2 separate regions of the Mus musculus genome follow, and region 1 is linked to region 2. Evidence: chromatin contacts called from public HiChIP or PLAC-seq data. All regions are on one chromosome and are shown on one strand. Each heading gives the region's core, a stretch centred on a gene start, on an enhancer-like site or on the middle of the called end of the contact. The rest is flanking DNA. Distances are from core to core; before and after follow the strand shown. Region 1 overlaps Gm31214 (a long non-coding RNA gene). Region 2 overlaps Gprasp1 (G protein-coupled receptor associated sorting protein 1).

The links. HiChIP or PLAC-seq counts read pairs in DNA pulled down with a chosen protein or histone mark.
Region 1: a contact with region 2 is called in an H3K4me3 HiChIP or PLAC-seq map of neural progenitor cells, with 10 times the contacts expected there. The contact joins two enhancer-like sites. A contact is called at or near these places in 3 of 15 datasets of contacts at CTCF or cohesin (large pre-B cells, liver and pro-B cells), 119 of 484 Hi-C or Micro-C datasets (the AML12 cell line, the AtT-20 cell line, B cells and 67 more), 13 of 115 datasets of contacts at active chromatin or transcription factors (VIP interneurons, astrocytes, bone marrow-derived dendritic cells and 6 more) and 2 of 9 other capture datasets (adipose tissue and embryonic stem cells).

The regions. Positions count from the first base shown.
Region 1 is chrX:135,956,563-135,961,941 of GRCm38.p6, reverse strand. The region is part of intron 3 of Gm31214 (a long non-coding RNA gene); the gene reads right to left. Among named protein-coding and RNA genes, the nearest start is that of Gm31214, 24 kb to the right of the region's middle. Within about 2 kb of position 3,196, at least 24 of the 459 cell types and tissues checked have an H3K27ac peak or open chromatin away from gene starts, as enhancers often do. A contact at or near this core is called in the N1E-115 cell line, Sertoli cells, ganglionic eminence and 3 more, where this site is marked.
Region 2 is chrX:135,794,109-135,799,258 of GRCm38.p6, reverse strand. Gprasp1 (G protein-coupled receptor associated sorting protein 1) reads right to left here. Exons shown (of 11, transcript NM_026081.5): 5 at 2,923-3,117; 6 at 2,222-2,310; 7 at 1,630-1,706; 8 at 1,395-1,471; 9 at 1,165-1,236; 10 at 786-868; 11 at 1-511. The coding sequence starts at 199. Among named protein-coding and RNA genes, the nearest start is that of Mir1970, 10 kb to the right of the region's middle. Within about 2 kb of position 2,683, at least 145 of the 459 cell types and tissues checked have an H3K27ac peak or open chromatin away from gene starts, as enhancers often do. A contact at or near this core is called in the N1E-115 cell line, Sertoli cells, ganglionic eminence and 3 more, where this site is marked.

The DNA of each region.
Region 1 (5,379 bases), core at 1,947-4,446, 160 kb before region 2:
CACACACAGGATTAAACACTCACCATCTAAAAATTAACGTTTTTGCAGATATGATCTATTGCACTGGCTCTAGGACACATTTTTTTCTTTTTTAGTTCCCATACATTGCCAAAAATCTAAGAGGCAAACCAAAAAGCACAAGTAAGTGCAATTACCTTTTCTTATCTGAGATTGTTAACTCTTCAATAACTACTGTCAAACATTTGGCTGCTGAAAGGTCAATGAAAGGAAAATATATCACAAGTGAAATTTAAAAGTTACCAGGATGTAGATGTAGCCTAGGGGTAAAGTACTCTCCATTTGATCCACAGTATTGAAAAGAAAGATTGCTATTTACAGTTGTAAAAGTTAGCAATAGTCTGCCATCTGATATCTACATATTGCTGAACACTACAAAACAGAAAATAAGCATCTAAATAGGAGACAGCATATCTATGAGTTTCAAGAAAGCACTATTAGACTGTTTTCTTCCAGCTATTCTATGGATATAATGTGACTGCCACAAAATTACTAACACACATCTTTAAAAAATAAATTAATTAATTAACAATTTGGGTTGATTGTCAAACTCCTTATGTAAATTGAAATACAAATGCCTATTATATGAAATAACATTGAAAAAAGTCAAGTCAAAGAAAAAACCAATCTGATTTCAGGAATTCTTATAAACACAAACTACTCCAAAATTAATACTGGCATCAAAGTAAAGGAGATCAAAGGCAAAGAATAAAGGATTCAAAAACAGACAGACCATACACATTTGACCACCAATTTTTGAAAAATATACAAAGAAAATTCAGTGGAGGACAGACAGGGTAGTCTTTTCAGGAAATGATGTCGTAGCAACTGGATGCTCATATGCAAAAATGTAAACTGAAATTGATATGTTATTTCACAAACAGAACTCATCAGAATATACATCATAGATCTTAACATAAAACTCAAAATGCGACTTAAGAGACTGGCTCATTGGGTTAGAGCCATTTTCAACATTAGTATAAAATAAAGTCAGCGTTGCTATACACAGAGCAGTTATTCCAGCGCTATGGACAAAGACAGAGGGCTCCCCGGTACTTGCTGCCTACTGAGAGCCTGGTTATAGGCGGAGTGAGAGAGAGAGAGACTGAGGCAAAGAGCAAAGCTTCTCTGGCCTCCATTCAATCAGGGTACATCAATGTACACACTGGCATACACACACATGCAAGTGTACTACACAACACCTCTCTCTCTCTCTCTCTCTCTCTCTCTCTCTCACACACACACACACACACACACACACATTTTAATACCTTTTTTTTTGTTTTTAAAAAAACCTCAATGCTATAAAAAATGTAACGGAAAATCAAGGAACAAATCCTATAAATCTTGGGCTATGTAAAGATTTCACAAATAAGACAGCAAAACAACAGTCTATGTGTAAGCAAACTAAGAATTTCCTCAAAAGCGAACACTTTAACTCTTTGATTTAGACAGCTGAACGAGTTGAAAGGCATAGTTGCAACTAGGATAAAATGTTTGAACTTCATCCAGTTGTTAGAGGATTTGTAGAGTATAGAATATTGGACCAAACTCAATAAAAATAAATGCACTTTCCCTAAGTAAATTATGAGCAATATTTAAAAATAAACTCTGCAAGAGATACAGATATATGAAATAGCCTCATGAAAAAAAATGTACACTATTAATCACTAAAGAAATGTTAAAAAAGACAACCTGCGATGATATATTATTACATTCTAGGATTACATCCAAAACTCTAAAAGGCTGAATGTAAATGAGCACTGGCAAGTTTATTGAGGATGAAATTCTCCTACACAGTTGACAGCAATAAAAAATGTGCAATCATTTTGTAAGCAGTTTGACAATGTTTTTTTTTCCCCAATGTCAATCTTAGAAGTTTCCCGTGACGATCCAGCCCTTGAACTCTTGAAATATACGTCTAGACTATTAGCTATCCCTAGTCCTGCTTGTGGGAGCCTGGGGTCGCCTTTGACAATACACAGTGCAGAGTCACGTAGATTATTAGCCACCTCCAGTCCTGCTACTGGTAGCTTGGGAGAGCTAGGTATGGTTTGGCCCTACAGATAGTGGCAGAGTCCTGTAGGAGCAACTTCCATTCCCAGCCTTCTGGGTAGAAAACAGGCCATAAGTGGCTTCCGTTGAAGAGACCAGCCTGCATGTTTAACATTACTGGCGTTCCTATCTTATCTGTGAGTACAAGGACCTTTGTGCTCCCAACACAGTTTGACTTTGAACGGAATTTCATAAACAAGAAAAAAAAGAGAAGACATTTTTGACATTTTTGCTAACACCATACTATCATGACTTTTGAATACATTTATTTATAAAACATTGTATAAAAAGTGGATACTGAAGAATGTCCACAAAATCTTCAAATGGCCAAGAAGGCCTTCTCATCAACTGTGTATTTCAACTTTTTTTTTTTTTTTGATTTTTTGAGACAGAGTTTCTCTGTGTAGCTCTGGCTGTCCTGGAACTCACTTTGTAGACCAGGCTGGCCTCGAACTCAGAAATCCTCCTGCCTCTGCCTCCCGAGTGCTGGGATTAAAGGCATGCGCCACCACGCCCGGCTAACTTTTATTTTTAATCCTACCTGTCATGAGTAAATGATAGTGACAGGCAGGCTTGAGTGACAGGAGCAAGTGACACCATCTAGTGTTACAGTTTTCATACAGGCTTCCCGCTTCTTATCTCTTAGCTTTATTAGGATAATCAATCTTATGTTGGCCGAGGGAAGTGGAGCAGAGTTCAGTTCTGTAAGTGATATCAATACCACTCTTCTATGGACCCTAGGAAATTGGGATTTCTCAGACCTGACCAGCAGTTGGCTTCACAGATTCATGTGTATTGCCTACAAGGCCGACGTTCCTAGCCCTTGACAGAAAGCAGTGTTACAGCTCAACAGCCCGAGGTGTCTGACAGCACTGGCCCTAAAGGCGTGGCATATCTATCAAATTATTCTAATAATCAGGGTCTGCAATTGCTGTTGATGGGTTTTTCCAGTCTTTGGCTTTCTGTCCTGTCTACTTCTGCCAACTCCCATATTCCTGCCATGGCTGCTCTCTTGATCTGTTTAGTTGCCTTTTTTTTTTTCAGCTGTCAAGTAGACAGCTGCCTTTTCATTTCAACAGCTTGGCTTGCCTACCACTCAGCTGTTGCTGAAGCTAACACTGCAGCTCAACTGTCACTGCCCTTCTTCAGTCTCTAATGCTTCTTAGTTTTCCTTAAGGGAATACATAAGACAGTGTATTCTCCAGCCACTCTGTGTGACCATGAACTGGGAACACGGTTTTAGGTTACTCTGAATTGCATGTTCCAACGTGAAAGGAGTTTCCCTTAATTAGTCCAGTGATACTAGTGATGCTAGAGGTACAGAAAAGACTACTTGAGAGAGGTCATTTATTAGATACCATATTTCAACAAACAGAAAGGCATGCCAGGACAAATATATCTCCCACCCGACTCACCAAGCCTGAACATGTCTTTCCAACCAGCTCCTTACATGACACAGAAAAAGATGTTAGAGAAAGGTATTCAAGACAATCACAGAACATCTAGATGCACAAGAAGATATGTGCCTGTACCAGTCATATGACATCTTGCATACAAATGGGACTTTGTATTAGTGCCAATCACAGCCTTATCTCTTTATTATCAGACATGCCAGTCCCTCTGCTAGGCCACCAGGGAAAGTGCTCTTCCTTTGGCCTAGATAGAAATGTTTGCAGCGTCATCTAGATTTTATCAAGGTTTATGATTGCAAAATGTCTTGTACTAAGTATTTCAAGAAGCCCTTGTGTTCTTGCTCTGATGGAAGGGCATCCTGAGACACAGAGGCCCAGGACCACACAACTCTGAGGTGGGACAGTATTCCAATGGAATTTTGACAGAAGCCACCATTTTGAGGGTGTTTTACTGCAGCCGTAGGCCAGGGCAGGAAGGAGGCCAGCTGCAGCTTTGACAGCTTTTGCTGCAGGCCACTTAGGGGATACAGCCCTGGCTTTGTCTGTGCCTTCAGGAACTCAGGCAATCTGATGTGCCACTGTATACAGGGATGAGCACTGTATGTAATGCTCATCTGTGGAGCATTCGAAATGCCTGTTGCTAGGATAAGAGGTAGGGCAATTAGCTATTTGAATGATTGTCCTTTGTTTAAAGCAACCAGAAAAGCATGGGAGACTCTAACAGCTGTCAATTAGGAAAGCAAATTATTCCATTTCCTACATCTTAGCTTATTTACAGGAAAATGAACATCAGAAAGAGTACTTACTTATAAGAAAGTAAATATCATTGACATTTATCATTATCAATAATAGTAATTTTAACAGGTTTTAGCAACAGTTAACACCTGTCCAGTGCCCTAGGAAGAAGTGCTCTTCTCACCAGATCATTCTTCTCCATTAAGGAGATATCACAGTTGCCATGGTACCAGGTTTCTATAGCAACCATGATGTGGAGGTGCATACATTAACACATTAGAGATTCCTCACAAGAGACACCAAAATGCATTAGTTAAATGTATTAGTGACAAGCTCAAAGTTACCAATATGTATCAGTATCACATTAAAGAGAAGAAATGAAAGACTTCCCCTTGGAGTCGTTTAATAAAAAGCCTGCCCAATTTGGATTATCTAATTCTTTTCCTATCTCCCCTGTCACTCTGTAGCCTATGGGTTTTGGCTATTTGTAATGTTTGTTTTATGTGTCTAAATCTGTGACTGCATAAATTCTGCCTTGTATTGTCTGTGTCTGTATCTGTGTGTCTAACAAAGGGCTCTGGTTCTGTCTTATTGAACAGCACAAAAAGCATTACATGGGAAGGGGAATAAGGGATACTTTACAGAAATCCTTAGCAGAGTTTTACAAGAAATTAAGTCATTGATTCCACTGACTCCATTTGACCCCAATAGGAAACAAAAATGCTATCAAACAATATTTGTATGTTGCTTTTAGTGTTTATAGCAAATATGTAGTTTAGAAGGTCACTTTAGACCTATTTGCTGTTTTCAGTAAATGGTTACCATAACAAACACACAGATACACATATATACTCTTTGGGTCAGAGCCATGGAGGAGTAAATATCTTAAGACTAAAGCTACATATTACCATAGTTTATAAAAGCTGATTGCTTGGGAGATCTGTGATAAGTAAGGTTGACTGTTACATTTACATGCAGACTAAACAAACAGGCTGAATACACAGCATGATATCATTCTTATTTATTTATTTATTCCATCTCAAATGCTGTTCCCCCCAACACATCTCCTCCCCTTCTCCCCTGAGAGGGTAGGCCCTCTGGGTATCTCCTCACCCTGGCACCATCAAGTCTCTGCCTGGTTAGACACATCCTCTCCCAC
Region 2 (5,150 bases), core at 1,434-3,933:
TGGTTTCACCTTTAGGTCTTGCTCCAGGGGTACCCTTAGGCTTCACTTTGGGCCTTGCTCCAGTCATGATTTGTGTCCTAACCTTGGGTCTGACCACCAATGGGGCTTCAGGCTCTACTTCAGCAGCATTAGCATTCTCATCCCCAGGCTTATTTTCAGCCTTTGCCTGGGCACCAGGCTCAACCTCTGCCCTAGTCATAGTACAAGTTCAATCAAGTCTACTGTATATGACTTAACAACAGTGAGCCTTCACTAGAGATCTGTTACAGGATAGCTCTGCACGACGATCTTAGATAAGTGAGGGTATGAGATTACAAAGAATTAGCCTGAAATGACAATTCAGCACTCAGTGAGGCTCCTACCCAAGCAGTCTCAGTCAATAACACAGATACACTGCAGAAGAGCTGAAATCAAGCTGGAGGACGATGGACAGGTCCTGGGTGAGTGCAGACCTGATGATTGCACTGGTCAGCAGCAACCTCAGCACCACCAAGCAGCCACGGCAGGCGACCTAGGAGAGAGAAGCACGGGGAAATCAGGCCTACGCAATTCTGTTGCCTCCTGGAGAAACTTACAAAGAGACGCTGGTGCGTAATGCTGAGGGGAAGAGCTCAGCCATGAGAAAATCCCTGTGTTCCTTTTGCCTGCTGGGAAACAGGTACAGAGTCCAGGAGAAAGTGCACACACTAGCAATGGACAGAGAGGGGATCCCCAAGTCTCACAGTAGTCACTCTGGGGTGATTGAGACTACCCCACCTAAAAGTGAACCCCTCTCCCATACCCACCTTCACAGATGTGGTGCAGGTCTCCCCTCTTCTCTGCGTTCAAGTGGTGTTAAAGACCAACAGCTGACTCACTGCAGGGAGTCCTACAAGTGCATAAAACAAAATGGAGTCTCAGTGCTTGGAAGATGGGCACAGATCCCTGAACCCAAACAAACAACAACAAAACCATGCCTGCTTCTGTCTAAAGTCTCTGTTCCCTGGTCTTCTCCTGCGGGTCATAGTCTAACTCACACCTACCTCAATATTCTTAATATCCCTAAAAGGAAATAAAGGATGCCACACCATTGAGCAAATTAAGGGGGCAGTGATCTGAATTTGGTTAGAATCTGAATTTGCCTCCTCAGTGGCTGGCTCCTGCACTGCCCTGAGTCTCACCAACCTCCAAGATCTGAGACAGTCGCCTTGAAGCCTTCTTCCCTTGCTTGAAGAACTGACCAGCCTTAAAGCAGGACTGTGGACAAAGACATGAAAATGTCTGACAATCAGGAAATGATGGCAGCAGCTTTGTGCAAATTAAGGGGACAATAAAGGCATCGGGCACCCTCTTGGGTTAGAGCAATCTGAATTTGCCTCCTCAGTGGCTGGGTCCTGCACTGCCCTGAGTCTCACCAATCTCCAGAGATCTGAGACAGTCGCCTTGAAGCCTTCTTCCCTTGCTTGAAGAACTGACCAGCCTTAAAGCAGGGCTGTGAACAGAGACATGAAAATGTATGACAATCAGGAAATGATGGCAGCAGCTTTGTGCAAATTAAGGGGACAGTAAAGGCATCGGGCACCCTCTTGGGTTAGAGCAATCTGAATTTGCCTCCTCAGTGGCTGGCTCCTGCACTGCCCTGAGTCTCACCAATCTCCAGAGATTTGAGACAGTCGCCTTGAAGCCTTCTTCCCTTGCTTGAAGAACTGACCAGCCTTAAAGCAGGGCTGTGGACAAAGATGAAAATGTATGGCACTTATATGATGGTAGCAGCTGATCATGTTATGAATGTCACCAAGGATATGAACCAGATCATGTGTCTTTCAGCATTTAGGGTCCTACTGCTGGAACATTCTAGATTTATTTAGCCTGGCTGTAGGGCTCCTGAGGTAACACCCACTTCCTGATGTCATCCTTTAGTCCCTTCTGCAATGTTGAAGATCCGCCACTAGGTGGCCATATTTCCCTTCCTTGCGCAGCAAAAAATGGGGGAAGGGCGCAGCACATTCTAGAAACCAGGTTCTGAAGTGGTCCTTGGATTTATGACTCCGTCATCATCCCCAAACCATCTTTTCAGACCCCAGATTTGGGAGGGAGGGGAAAGGCAGTGTGGAAGGTACCTACAAGGTTGTGAGAAATGAGATTAGGAGACACTAATGGATATCCCACCTGTTCTGGCCAGTCACCCCACCCTTTTTGCATCTCCACTCACTGTCTGGTGCCCATCCCCATTACTACACACCTCCAGAAATCCACGCCATTTTCCTGTTCCTCTTTTCTCAAGCTTCTGGTCTATAGATGCTCACCGTGGCTTGCCAGAATATGCCAGACCTACCATGCAGACAGGTCACTTTCCATCAATCAGAAGCCTGTGGGGAGTGACAGCACCCAGGATGCAGGGTACCAGGGCCCCTCTCAGGAACCAGTTCAGAACCTAATAGCTGAGGCGACTCACCACCCACCAGCTGAGCTGGCCCCAATGCTGGACACTTGCCCCACACCCACACCTGTGGGCTTTAGCCCCCACCCCCACTCCAGTATGGCCGGCCATTTCTCTTGCAGCCGCCTTCCTCGGACCTGTGGGCTCCCAGATGCCCCCCCCACCCCCGCATCGCCATTTCAACAGCAGCCGCCTACCCCATAACCCTTATAGGGCCCAGAGATTACGGAGGGCCGGGTATGGGCGCTCAGAAAGCCAACTGCCAGGCGGTCAGTAGGCTGTGCTAGTCTGCAGATCATCACACCCAGCAGCAGCTCCATTCAACCCTGGTGCCTGGGGCTCCGCAGGGGTTCCCGCCTCCTCCCCACCACGGTCTGGGGTCTCCGGGCACCGCGCACACTCCAGGGAGCAGCTGCGACCTCTTTGCCTCCACTGGACTGTCAGGGCCAGGCAGTTGTTTGCAGTGCGCGACCGCCCAGAGCCCTCGACACACCCCCACTTGCCTGGCCAGGCGCACGGCCCAGGTCCCTGGGCTCCCCCACGTCCGACTCCTATTCCTGGGTGTTCTCTGTCCTCGGCGGATCCTCTCACTGGTCTTTAACGCTTTGCGCGCGAGTGGAATGGCAGAGATGTGTCCTGTCCCCACGCCTCTGCACCAAACAGGCAGGGGCTGCGTAGACTGCGGCAAGCCAGCTCGCCTGGAGGGTGTCGGGAAGGGGGCGGAGGGATACTGCGCACGGGGCTCTACGCCCCCTCCCGAACCCACTGTAGTTCCGACTCGGAGTGGGCGGGGCCAGACAGCCCCACTCCTCTTGGAGGGGTGGGTTGCACCGGTTAGGCGTCTGCAGACCCCTGTTCACCCTAACCAGAGACCACCACCACTTTTTTTTTGGCGCCACAACAGTGTGTGGGATGGCTAAGATCTAGAGTCTATGAGGGTTTTGGGGAGGGGGGGACTATAGGGAGGAGAAGGTCTGCAGTTAGGGAGCAGGGGGGAGCAGCGGAGGGATACTGAGTGAGAACCTTGATACATCTGTATTTCAGAACGAGGCTGGACAGTGCCTGCCCCTCCCTGTACTCCCTCTTTGCTTCCCCCTCCTCTGCCTCCTCATATGACGCCAATGGAAGGGGAGGGGGACTGCTTGTACTGCAGCCTGAGAGGGGACAGGTGACCTAGCAACAGCCAGCCAGCCAGTAGGTTCCTGTTGATTCTCCCATGTTTTCTTTTACTGGTTCATGCAACCATGAAGGGAGGGCACTCCTGTCTCTATGGAATCCAAAGTGGGGCCTCCATTACATTCCCCACCATTGCCCCTCTTCCAAAAGGAAAACCAAACTACACCTTCTGGCCTAGTAAATCAACCACAGGTTTGGGCCAACAGTCAATTCTTTGTGCCACAGTGTGTGTGTGTGTGTGTGTGTGTGTGGTGGTTGGGGTGTGTGTGCCTGCGTTCCCCCATGTTTGTGCGTGTCCGTTTGTGTGTATGGTGGTGGTGGTGGTTGGTGTGTTGGTGTGTGTGTGTGTGTGTGTGTGTGTGTGTGTGTGTTGTGTGATTCTAAGTAGCAATACCTCTCTGGGGAAAAAAAGGGGAGTGTCATTAAGCACAAACTAAGGCTATTGCGCTTGCCCATTTAGAGATTTATTTAAGCACCTACCCAGTGTTTCACAGAATAACAACCCATGATACATAAAGATGTTATTTGGCCAAGGAAAACTGAGGTTTGAGGTAGAAGTGAGGTTGTTAATAGTGGAATTCTGTACAAAATTATCCTGGGTCAATCTAGCCGTTGTGACTGCAAAGGTACTTATTAGGTATGCCAGGCTGAGGCATTAAGAGTTTGCATCTCAGGAAAGCAGCACTGGTCAAACCAAACGAAACCATAGTGGACACTGTTGGCCTCAAAGATGGAAAGAATCCAGGACCCATGGAATGCAGGAAGTCTGAAGAAACTATGCAGAAGAAAGTTTCTTCCTTAGTAAGCCCCGAAGTTAAGGATCTGTTTGATTTAGGGTAGTAAGACCTTTTTTGCATCCAGTGCTGTGATATGATATGCTAGTCTCATTTTAAGCCACTACATTTATAGCAATTGTGATAGCAGGAAGTGTATGTATACGTATACACACACACACACACACACACACACACACACACCATCTTTATTCATAATGTTCACTCCTTCTAAGTGTCTTTTCTGTACGTCAATGTCCAGGACAGGCCACTTTGTATCTCAGTTTTCACCAGCATTAACACCAATCTTCTGTTTCACAGTATAACTAAAATAACACCAATATAAAATTTGCTCATATTTGTGGAGGTTTAATGTCCCTTTTTGTTGCTGTGGTGCTGCTAAGCATTCAACTTAGGCCCTTGAGTATGTTCAAGAAGCAATCTACCAGCCAGCTATATTCACAATACTGTTTAAAGATGGTACTGGGAAATTGCTCTCATCAAATTCCCCAGCTGACCTGAGGTTTACCATGCAGCCCAAGGCGTCCTCAACCTTATAATTCTGTTTTAGATCTCAGAGGGGCTGGCGATGTATATATAAGCAACAGAGCCCCAACTACCAATATCTTTTCACCAATTTACTTGCTGATAGGAGTGGTTTTAGCAATAGTTGAAATATCTGTTGGATAATCTCTTGTCAATTCATTTACAAAATAAAGCCAATAAGTGGCTAACAATTATTGATTGAAAAGGCCCTATGGGAAGGTTTTTAATGTGTTTTA